Regions from separate parts of the Mus musculus genome. Here all the other regions are linked to region 1. A link is a contact called in public HiCAR-type and promoter capture Hi-C data. All regions are on one chromosome and are shown on one strand. The core of a region is the stretch at or near the end of the contact, and the rest is flanking DNA. Distances in the headings are between cores, read along the strand shown.

Region 1 (3,452 bases), core at 487-2,986:
TTCTTAAAACCCTTCCTATCACTCCAATTAATAATGACTTCTTTCAGGACCCAAATATAAATTCAATTTTTGCAACTGTACAATAGTCTTCTCATTCACCTGGAAACGTGTTGTTAGTTACAATAACAAAATGGGAACTTATGACCAATGAAGGGCAAAGGAAGGAACTATTTAAGTCCACTATACTACTACATTAACAACAAAACACCACCAACAAAAAGGACCATTTTTTGGTGGATGTTAAACAAATCCAGTTGATGTTTTTCATATTACTAAGTATTGAGAAAAAAAGGAGGAAGGGCGGCTGTAACATTTGGAGTAAGTTAAATGGTAGTCTTAAGTCAAAACTTAAATGCAAAATTGTCTCTAACCTATCTGGACCCCTTACTTTAGCATAAAGTTAGTTTGTCCCCTTTCAAAAATGTTTTTCAAAAATCACTTTTAACCATTTTCATTTCTTGCAAAGTTGAGCTGCTCTGGTCCAGGGCTATAAACAAAAGGGTAAGCATCACAAATTTATCTGTGTTAAATGTTCTGGCTTCTCCCTTAACAATTCTCTTATTGATGGATGCACTAGACCTACCAAACCTACCGCAAACAAATCGTTATCTGCCTACAATGGTTTTATAGGTATTGTTTGGGATTTGCCCTGCTGTGGCTTCATTACACTAGACCTCTTCTGTCTGAACTATAAATCACAACTGAAGCTTGAGAACAGCTGCCACTGTCCAGACATGTGGCTGGTGGGTGTCATTGTCTTTCTCTTTTCTCTCATTTCACACACACCCCTTTCTGTGTTACCTAAAGTCAATTTATCTAAAGGTTCTTTCCTTCCACATTTCCACACAGACACGGCCACCGCCACCCCCTTAACCTCTAGTCTTGTTCTTCCAGGTCAGCCCAGTAGGTTACATTACTACTCTTTTTTCCTGTAGCTGGGGCAGAGAGATGGCAAACTCGAGGCACCTTTTGCAACCCCCTTTCTCGAGACTGTCAACGAGGGAACAACTTCAACCTTTCTTCCCAAAGTACCACGCCAAATCATAAAGTTATTGTAATTGCAATACGGAACCCTCCCCCACGCTCAGTCTCGTCAGATCGGCCCCACCTCAATTTCTAAGCTAATAAACAACAGCTCATCTTCTGCTCCATCACAAAGGATGACATTCTGTCCGCACCGCAGGGGCCACCAACAACCCTCCCCCCATCCCGTCCTGTGGACCACTCGAAGCCAGGTGCCTCGCGATCCGTAACCATCTCGAGTTCCAGGGGCCCCGGCTGGCCGCCTATCCTCCTCCACTCAGCCGGTGCCCCGCGTCCAGCCGAGTTGCTGTCAACTCCAGTCGGGCGGCCAGCAGGGCTCCCCGGACGAGCCGCCCGCCACGCCGCCCACCTCTCGCGGCCGGCACCCCGCGCCGCGGCCTCCTCCGGGCTCACCTAGGGCCACCTCGCACGCTTTGCGCAGCTGGGAGTGATGCGCCTTCTTCACTTCCTTGTCGGCCAGAATCTTCTCCAGGGCCCGGGTCAGGAACATGTTCTTCGTCTTCTTGCCCTCATACATGGACGCGGAGGAGGCGGCGGCGGCGGCGGTCCCGGCGGCTGGAGGGAAGGCGGAGGAGGGGGACGGGGACCGGGATGAGGACGGGGAGGGAGAAAGGCGAGGAGGTGGCGGTGGGGGCGAGGAGGCGTGGAGGGCAGCGGCGGCACCAGGAAGCGGCCGGCGACGCGGAGCGGCCGCGGGGCCGCCAAGGGCGTCGAAAGCCTCGCCACGCTCGAGGGGCCGCCGTTCGAGGGCCGCGCCCGTCCGGCCTCGGCGCCGTCGGCCCGGGGGTCGCTTCCCGGCCGCCCGCCTCACTCGTCCCTACGGCCCGGCGGCGGCGGCACTCGGCCCGGGCGGCCGTCTTCCCGGGGCCGAGGGCCTAGGTGGCGGCGCCTCACACTGCCAGCAGGCGCGAGGCTGCCCTAGCTACCGTGGGGACCAGCATCCGCCGCAGCCGCCGACTGGCCTCCATCACCGCCGACCTGCCCCGGACGCCATGTTGAGAGGAAACGACGCGTCACGCAGCGGCCGAACGGCTGCGGAGAGGAAGCGGCGGCGGCGGCGGTGCCAGCGCCAGCCCAGAGCTGCCGCGGCGCCGAGAGGCAAGGGGCGGAGGGCGGCGCGGGAGGAGCGGCCGGAGCTGCAACTCTACGGCGGCCCGGCGGGGACTCGCCGCCTCCCGCGTTCGCCTGCAGGGCAGCGTGGGGCGTGGCGGGCGTCCTGCTGCGCGGCACGGCGTGGCGCGGGGCTTCTGCTCTTGCGGGCTACTGGGATGCGTGATCGGAGCACAGGGGCGCTCCCAAGGCCGGGACGACAGGACCCCTGCCTACCGTGCACGGGCTTCCCCAACTTTCTGGACAGCCGGTCGCCGGGGAGCAAAGTTCCTCGCGGTCCTAGGGCCACAGGAACACCCGCGTCGCTCCCTCAGGCGCACCTGGTTTCCGCCTGCCACACGGGGTCTAAATTTCCTTCTCAGGTGTAGGAAATTGCTATCCTTGACCGATACTTTCAATTACTTCAAGATGGATCTCTTTTGCAAAACGTAAGCTAAAAACCACTGGGCGAAGATTCAGGAATATTTTCACTTTTTAAATCTCTCAATAGGGTAAATCAGTAAACCCTAGGTTTCATGCCCTTTTCTGATTGACACTGAAGTTAAGGTGAGTGCTTCTGACTCAGGTACCGCACAGAGCCCTCCCGTTCTCTACCTTTAATCCGGAGTTTTCAGAATGGAAAAGCTTTAAGAACAGATACTCCTGACCATACTGTGCCTGCTTTAATGCCACAGAACTCAAATTTCCGCATTGCTTCTGAGAGAAAACGTTAAGAATCCCATGAAATAAATGCAGCCGGTTTACAGGGGGTTCCATGCTATTGCGTGTCTCCAGCAACATGGGATCCCGGTTAGGATACAGCTTTTGCTTTCTTTTCCTTAGAGTGTGTTAGCTGTGGATTTATATTAATGCAGCAATCAGAATCCAAAGGTGTGAACGCTGCAAAGTGACAAGACTTGAGACGTATGAAAAGCCAAAGGAAATAAAAATGGGAAATCTGAAGGTGACATACAATTAAAATGGACAGATACATCAAAATGTGGTTGTCCTGAGAAATCTACAAATCCATTACCTTCATCTTAAACACTAAAATCTTCGAAATTAGAGATTCATTTTGCTCCTACATCAAATATAATGTACATTCTGTTATACATCAGGGAAACATACTCCATTTCTAATTTGTCTTTGCTTCCTAATGCTAGGGTTAAACCAGGTTTCATTGAAAGTACTATCTGAGCCAGGCGTCGTAGAGAACGACTTTAATCCCAGCACTCGGGAGGCAGAGGCAGGTGGATTTCTGAGTTCGAGGCCAGCCTGGTCTACAAAGTGAGTTCCAGGACAGCCAGGGCTATACAGAG
Region 2 (3,452 bases), core at 623-3,122, 1.3 Mb after region 1:
TTAAACATTGATTTAACACAGGATTATACGACCATAAGAATGAAAGAATATATATTATGAAATGGTTCCTGGATATTTAGTTAGATGAAGAAGTCAAGATAATGAAGTGTGCTTATAGCATTTAATGAATTTCAGGTTGTGGTGTAAATAGCCAGAAATTTAGGACAGCATGTATTTAGAGCAATCATAATTTCTCACAAGGGACATGTCCTAAGGATAGACAGCACAGCTGTGCAGTTTTAGATTTTTTAGTGATTATGTTGTTCAAGACAGTATTCATTGTATATGTTTTGTATTCTGTGACAAAGAAATTATGTCACTCTCTTTAACTTAACAACTTGAATTTGGTGCATAAATAAAGAAAAGGTACATGCACACATACATTTACATACAATGTATATAAACCTGAAGATTTGATGAGGTAAATATTGGATACAATTAGAAAACCAGTTAGCAGACTTTTACTGATTGATTCAGGTCAGCCTCAGCAAAGATGATCAAAGTAATGGATGACACTTTCATATTTCCAGAAAATCAATATGGTTCCCCAACTGAAAGTCCCATAAGATATTTAGTGGTGAAAGAAAAGGCCTCAATTCACTTTGGAAAAAAACTAGAAGATACTGCCTCAATGTAATGATGGCCATCAGAACAACCAGGAATGGGAAAGCAAAGCCAGTGTTATGTGCCTTTTGCTGTGAAGCGCATGCTTTCCTATTTTTATTTCCAAGAGTGAATGAGTTAAATTTGAACACACAGAAACATCTGAAATATATTAGCTGGGGCTTTACTCCAAGCATTTTTTTTTCAATTATATCTTACAAAAACTATGGTTCTGTACCCACAGTGTTTGCATTTCTTTTCCATTGTAGACATTGGTCTCCCTCTGAGACAGAATTGGAAAAGGACCCTTCAGGTAGCAAGGCCTGTGCCTTTTGTGTGTATCCATCATCACTAGTATGATAGAAATTTTACCATAAAGTGTTTGTGTCAATTTATACTCCTACCAACAGTTCAATATAATACCTTTCTCTCCTGCACTTTCTGCTGTCCACATATTAATGGAAAAATATTTTAAAAATAAAGCAAAAATCATGGACTTAACTGAGAGTTTTAACATATTTAACGAGGTCCAGTGGAAGCTAGTAACTTTGGCCTCATTTTCTAGTCCTTTTTCTCTGTGAGTTTATTACACATTCTAGATATGGGCTTCTGTCTTGTTATACATGTCTAAAGTATGTCATTTTATTTTGAGCATTGACATTCTATTTTAAATTGTGTTTACTATTAAATGGAAAATTATCATTTTTCTGAAACACTGTTGTTTTGTTAGGAAATCCATTCTTACATGTAATCATTAAAATAATTGTAAAATTTCTACAAGCTTCTTTTCTAAATCACAAATAGAGGTATTTGATTTACCCAAATTTTTATTGTTCAATAAAAAAGTTGGGATGTGTTTTTTCTCCTGAGTGGAGAAAAACCTTCTTAGAGCCATGTACTGAACAGTGGACCCTCTGCTTGCTTCCACTGGCCTATCTGCCAATTTTCTGTTCCTTTGGTGGATTTGGCTCAGCATGTGCCTTACTTAGGTGTGTGTGGGAGAACTGGCATGTTCACATTTCTGAGTCACTCTGTGAACATTCTGTTCATCAATTTAGCTGCCATTTGATACGTTTATAAGCAAGCTATAAGTTAACTTATATTTGTCTCAGAAATTTCATGATTTTCCATATAAAATAAACATATATAAACGATGAAGGTTTTATTTTCTTTGTTTCCATTACATAATGAGATTGGTATGAGATAACCTTATTAACATTTCCATCATGGAAACGGAATGGAGTGTGTGTAATCTCAGCTTGGAGGCACATTGGGATGTGGGTTCTTTAACTGTGCTAGGTTGTGGGGACTGGATTCCCTGGCAGTCCTGATCTACTGTTCATATTTCTTGGTATCAACCTGTAGGAGTTTCTTCTTTGACCAATCCAGCTCAGTCAGTCAATGGGTTCTCCAGTGTGGGAGCAAGGACTGAAGAGAAAAAAGACAATTAGACAACACTATAACAGGACCCCCCCCCCCAGCAATACCTCTCCTATGCATATACCCAGAAGATGTTCCAACTGGGAATAAGGACACATGCTCCATCATGTTCACAGCAGCTCTATTTATAATAGCCAGAAGCTGGAAAGAACCCAGATGTCCCTCAACAGAGGAATGGATACAGAAAATGTGGTACATTTACACAATGGAGTACTACTCAGCTATTAAAAACAATGAATTTATGAAATTCTTGGGCAAATGGATGTATCTGGAGGATGTCATCCTGAGTGAGGTGACCCAATCACAAAAGAAGTCACTTGATATGCTCTCACTGATAAGTGGATATTAGCCCAGAAACCTAGAATACCCATGATACAACTTCCAAAACACAAGAAAATCAAGAAGGAAGACCAACACGTGGATATTTCATACCTCCCTAGAATATGGAATAAATTATCCATGGAAGGAGTTGCAGAGACAAAGTTTGGAACTAAGACGAAAGGATGGACCATCCAGAGACTGCCCCACCCTGAGGTTCATCCCATAATCAGCCACCAAACACAGACATTATTGCATACACCAGCAAGATTTTGCTGAAGGAACCCTGATATATCTGTCTCCTGTGAGGCTTTGCCATTGCCTGACAAATACAGAAGTGGATGCTCACAGTCATCTATAGGATGGAACACATGGCCCCCAATATAGGAGCTAGAGAAAGTACCCAAGAGCTGAAGGGGTCTGCAACGCTATAGGAGGAACAACAATATGAACTAACCAGTACCCACAGAGCTCGTGTCTCTAGCTGCATATGTAGCAGAAGATGGCCTAGTTGGCCATCATTGGGAAGAGAGGCCCCTTGGTCTTGCAAAGATTATATGCCCCAGTACAGGGGATCACCAGGGCCAAGAAGTGGGAGTGAGTGAGTTGGGGAGCAGGGTCGGGGGGGATGGTATAGGGGACTTTTGGGATAGCATTTGAAATATAAATGAAGAAAATATCTAATAAAAAAAGAATATCAAAGAGCGGTTAAATTCTCCTGTGCTATGCTTAAGATGAGGTCTTAGTCAATTAACATCTCTTAATAGTTTTTAAAATCATTTAAAGTAAGTAAATTATCTTTCCTTATTTGAATTTTCTCTGCTACAATTTGTTTTGGATATAACGGACGTCCCAAATGTTGAAAAAGATATAGTCTTTGAATCTTTTCTATTCTGGAGCAATAACTAATCCTCAAGATTTTAAAGCTTGTTGTATAAGAACAAAGGTTTGTAGTAAAACTCCTTCAGAGGGGTCAGCTAATAAAATATCATTCATATAATTCATATATTCAGAAGAATTCAAAGTCCTAACTTCTTTTATTGAAGCAGCAACACATTTTTGGCATAATATAAGGCCATTAGTCATATCTA
Region 3 (3,452 bases), core at 710-3,209, 1.2 Mb after region 1:
CAGGCCTATGTACTGCTACATGCTAGTTTTTAATGTTGAAGCTTGATACCTTATCCCCAAATCCACTCCTCCAGTCTCAGCAAAGAAACCAACCTCTTAATCTTCCAACACTTTGTATGGATACTATGTCCTTGGTTAAGTATTCATTGAGGACAGCAGACTCCACAATCCTCACAACATCCCTCAAGAAATCTGTGGCCACAGTATGCCTCTTTACTCTTGTATTAGCACACCATCATTGTGTAGGTGTCAACTACTTCCACAGGACTGAAAGCCACCAGACAAAGGTGGAGCTTTATGCCTCTACAGTTTCAGACTTAATGTTATGCCTACAATGGAGAAGCTGGACAAAAAACTACTTCCAGTAGCAATGGTGTCAGAATCTGTAAGAAATGGAACAACCATGCTTTCTGAGGTAGAGGCTGCATCGCAGTAGTGGAGTGGCTTTGGAAATGTCTCAGTTATGCAAGTTTGGGATACTTAGAGATGTAGCACCCTTACTTAAAATAGCATTATGGGTCTTCTTTAATGTTGCCAGACTAAGTTTTATCTTTTCTGGCCAATAAAATTGATGCAGAACTCCTGGGTTTATGGAAGACTTATTAATTATCTTAATTAATAGATTTGAAGAAAGATCTTCCTCATATCTCTTAGAGGAAGAAGATGTATTTTGATGAAGGCCTGTCCTGATCTTTTAGTACAATGTGGAATTTAAAATACTTGGGCCTTTAGGTGACTCACAGGGCTTCACGCCAAGTCTACAACATATTTAATGTATAGTCAGTATCTCCCAATCTTATGAAAAAGTACATAAGTAACTGTAGTTTTGAACTGTTACAGGAAATACGTGACAGACCAGGACTCCTCACTGTTCATTACTCCTGCCTGTACCTGGTGGGTCATGAGGCTGATTGTAAAAGTAACAGCTCTGACATCTTTCCACCCCAAATCATGTCTGCTTCGAGTTATCAATAGTGGCTAATAGCCCAATTCCTCTAGTAGATTTCGTGTATGTGAATTATTAAAGGCAATTATTATAATACTTCCTGGAACAATCCATTCTCATCTTAACTATTGCACAATGCTTAGATAATTTAAAACGGAGAGAAAAAGCTTGGACAGATACAGGTCACAGAAACCTGAACACAGTGCAGAAAAAGAAGAAATCTACACTGTCGCAGTTGGTTTTAAAGAAATCCGTGCCTATTATTGTAGAGACAGCCAACAGTTTTAGTATAAACGTTCTGATTTGGCAATACAAAATGGTTTAGAACCAGACAACTCATCTTTGGGGTTTTAGTGCTTTATATCGTTTTTTGGTTTTTTAAATGCAAAGAACTCTACACGGAACCTTGTGATAACTGCAGATCTTAACCTTGAAAAGTCGTCTCATAGTAAGAAGGTATGAGGTAAAGTTGATGTGCTTCTGAAGTATCTGGAGGAATAACTGTTGGGTGGGAGCTCAGAGCCCCTGAGCTGTAGCCAGAGGTGTAGCAGACAGAGCTGAAGGTGTAGGCAAACTTGGAAGCAGAGAGAGCTGGCTTGCTTTTGTTTCATCTCCCTGCCAAATGCCTAAGGGTTGCTTCCAGCCTTTGGGTGTCTGTACTTCGGGAATTTTCAATCAGTTCTCAGGCAGCAACGCCGGTTGTGGCTGACTTGCTCAAGGCCAAGATAGATATATCTGTTCCTTTCTTTTTTCTTTTTAACATAAGCAACTTTGTTTTCGCGGCAAAACCCAGCCATAGTTCTCATCTCCGGCTTTTTCTCATCCCAGCCTAGTGAAGGCAGAGCGCTGGGCCAGGAGAAGATCAAGCTGAGTGGTTTGGAACTGCGGGTGTAGCTGCCAAGGAGTAGCCAACAAGCACCAGATTTATGTGCACTTTGAAAGAAGCACCTTTACCATTGGCTTTTTGAGCGGCTCTGTCGCTAGGGAGCGAGCACCGCCTCGGGGAGCAGCTTGGGTGCTGGTTCCTGGCAGCCAGGAGCTGGGCGCACACCGTGGCGCGCTCTGGGCGGTTCCGCGCGCTGTCGCCCCTGCGGCCGGCGCTGTCCCCCGCTCGGCTCGCGAAGGCACTGCACAGACACTCGCCTTCGGCCACCGGCTCCTGCTGCTGCTGCCGCCCAGAGGACAGACCAGCCTCTGCCCGCGATTTCGCCTCGGCGGCGGTGCTGCGGAAAGCGGAGAGCGGGTGGGCGCGAGCTGCAGGATGCGATGTAGTTCTCTCCTTGCCTCGGAGTTGTCTGAGTTGGTAGAGCCTCGCCCGGGTTCCCTGAGCCCTGCTCCCTTCGGGCTCGCTGCTAACGGAGTTGCTAGCCATCGCTGTGCCAGAAAGCTCAGGCTCGGAGCTCCTGCCCTGGGGTAGAGTAGAGCTGTCCCCAGCCGAGGCGCATTGTCTTCTCTCTGCTGACCCATCTGTTTTCTCATGGCATCTCGTCAACAAACCCGAATCCAGGCTTACCTGGAGAAAAACAAGATCGGTCCTCTGTTTGAGGTAAGGAGCCCTGGTGGGGAATGGTCCCGCTCTCTTTGAAGGCGGTGGTGGTGGTGCAGGAAAAAAAAAAAAAAAAATCAGAATTTTCTTAAGCAAAGGTAGGGGGCTGAGCAAATGCGCGGGAGAGGGAGGACTGTCCCACTAGGTGTTCTGGAACGCGGCCCTGCTGGCACTTGGCCAGTTACCTAGACACTGACAGGTGAGCTCTGGAGGGCCTAACTTCAGCCTAACAGGACAATTGGAGCCATCTGACTGTCATGCATCTAGTAGCCATATGGCAGGACTAAGGTTGAGACAGGTAATCCAGGTGTACATCTACACACACACACACACACACACACACACACACACACACACACACACCGGGAATTCACACTATCTTGCATATTGAATTTTCTTCTTTTAAATATGGGCAGTCGTAGAACCTAAAAAGGTGGAGGGGTTGCCCGGCTGGGGGAAAAATGTTAAAGCTGGTCCAGTGGCTGAAACTAGAACCCTTTGCACTGTTCTCAGAGATGGAAAGGAGCAGAGAAGGGTTTTAGGAAAACATGCCTGTTTTCTGAGGACACAGTCTTGAGATGTTTTCCTTCGCCTTCAAATAATTAATGACAAGAACACAGTGAAGAAAAAAGCTAAGCAAGAGGGAAAATCTGACCTAGGGGCAGAAAGCAGGCACCACCTAAGTGCTACGGTTCAGCAGGTTGTCAGGGTGCTGACCCCAAGCTGAGGAAGTGTGGAGTGCCAGGTACTCAAGTAGCCAGGCTCACCTGGGATGCCTGAGGTTCCGCAGTCTGCATTCTTCCTATAGAAAGTCTATCCTATGACTTCCTCGCAGCACATACCTGAAAAGCAGCTTCCTATTGCTTAGGCTGAAGAGCTAGGGAGAAAGAGGAAAAGGATGCATTAGTGATCTGAAAACAGAGCAGCTTCTTGGAGACTAGAGCAGCAGAGATATGAATA

The links. Promoter capture Hi-C pulls out the DNA fragments that hold promoters and counts their contacts. HiCAR-type assays count read pairs that join an accessible place to other places.
Region 2: a contact with region 1 is called in a promoter capture Hi-C map of hippocampal neurons, with 4 times the contacts expected there. The contact joins the enhancer-like site here to the promoter of Arfgef1 in region 1. A contact is called at or near these places in 4 of 39 promoter capture datasets (cranial neural crest, frontonasal cranial neural crest, hippocampal neurons and 1 more) and 3 of 115 datasets of contacts at active chromatin or transcription factors (astrocytes, embryonic stem cells and neural tube).
Region 3: a contact with region 1 is called in a HiCAR-type map of astrocytes, with 5 times the contacts expected there. The contact joins the promoter of A830018L16Rik here to the promoter of Arfgef1 in region 1. A contact is called at or near these places in 4 of 39 promoter capture datasets (cranial neural crest, embryonic stem cells and hippocampal neurons) and 1 of 115 datasets of contacts at active chromatin or transcription factors (astrocytes).

What each region holds. Positions count from the first base shown.
Region 1 is chr1:10,230,934-10,234,385 of GRCm38.p6, forward strand. Arfgef1 (ADP-ribosylation factor guanine nucleotide-exchange factor 1(brefeldin A-inhibited)) reads right to left here and starts at 1,737. Exons shown (of 38, transcript NM_001102430.1): 1 at 1,438-1,737. The coding sequence starts at 1,561.
Region 2 is chr1:11,572,074-11,575,525 of GRCm38.p6, forward strand. The region is part of intron 5 of A830018L16Rik (RIKEN cDNA A830018L16 gene); the gene reads left to right. Among named protein-coding and RNA genes, the nearest start is that of A830018L16Rik, 160 kb to the left of the region's middle. Within about 2 kb of position 1,873, at least 9 of the 459 cell types and tissues checked have an H3K27ac peak or open chromatin away from gene starts, as enhancers often do. A contact at or near this core is called in hippocampal neurons, where this site is marked.
Region 3 is chr1:11,412,146-11,415,597 of GRCm38.p6, forward strand. A830018L16Rik (RIKEN cDNA A830018L16 gene) reads left to right here and starts at 1,960. Exons shown (of 14, transcript NM_001160369.2): 1 at 1,960-2,492. The coding sequence starts at 2,424.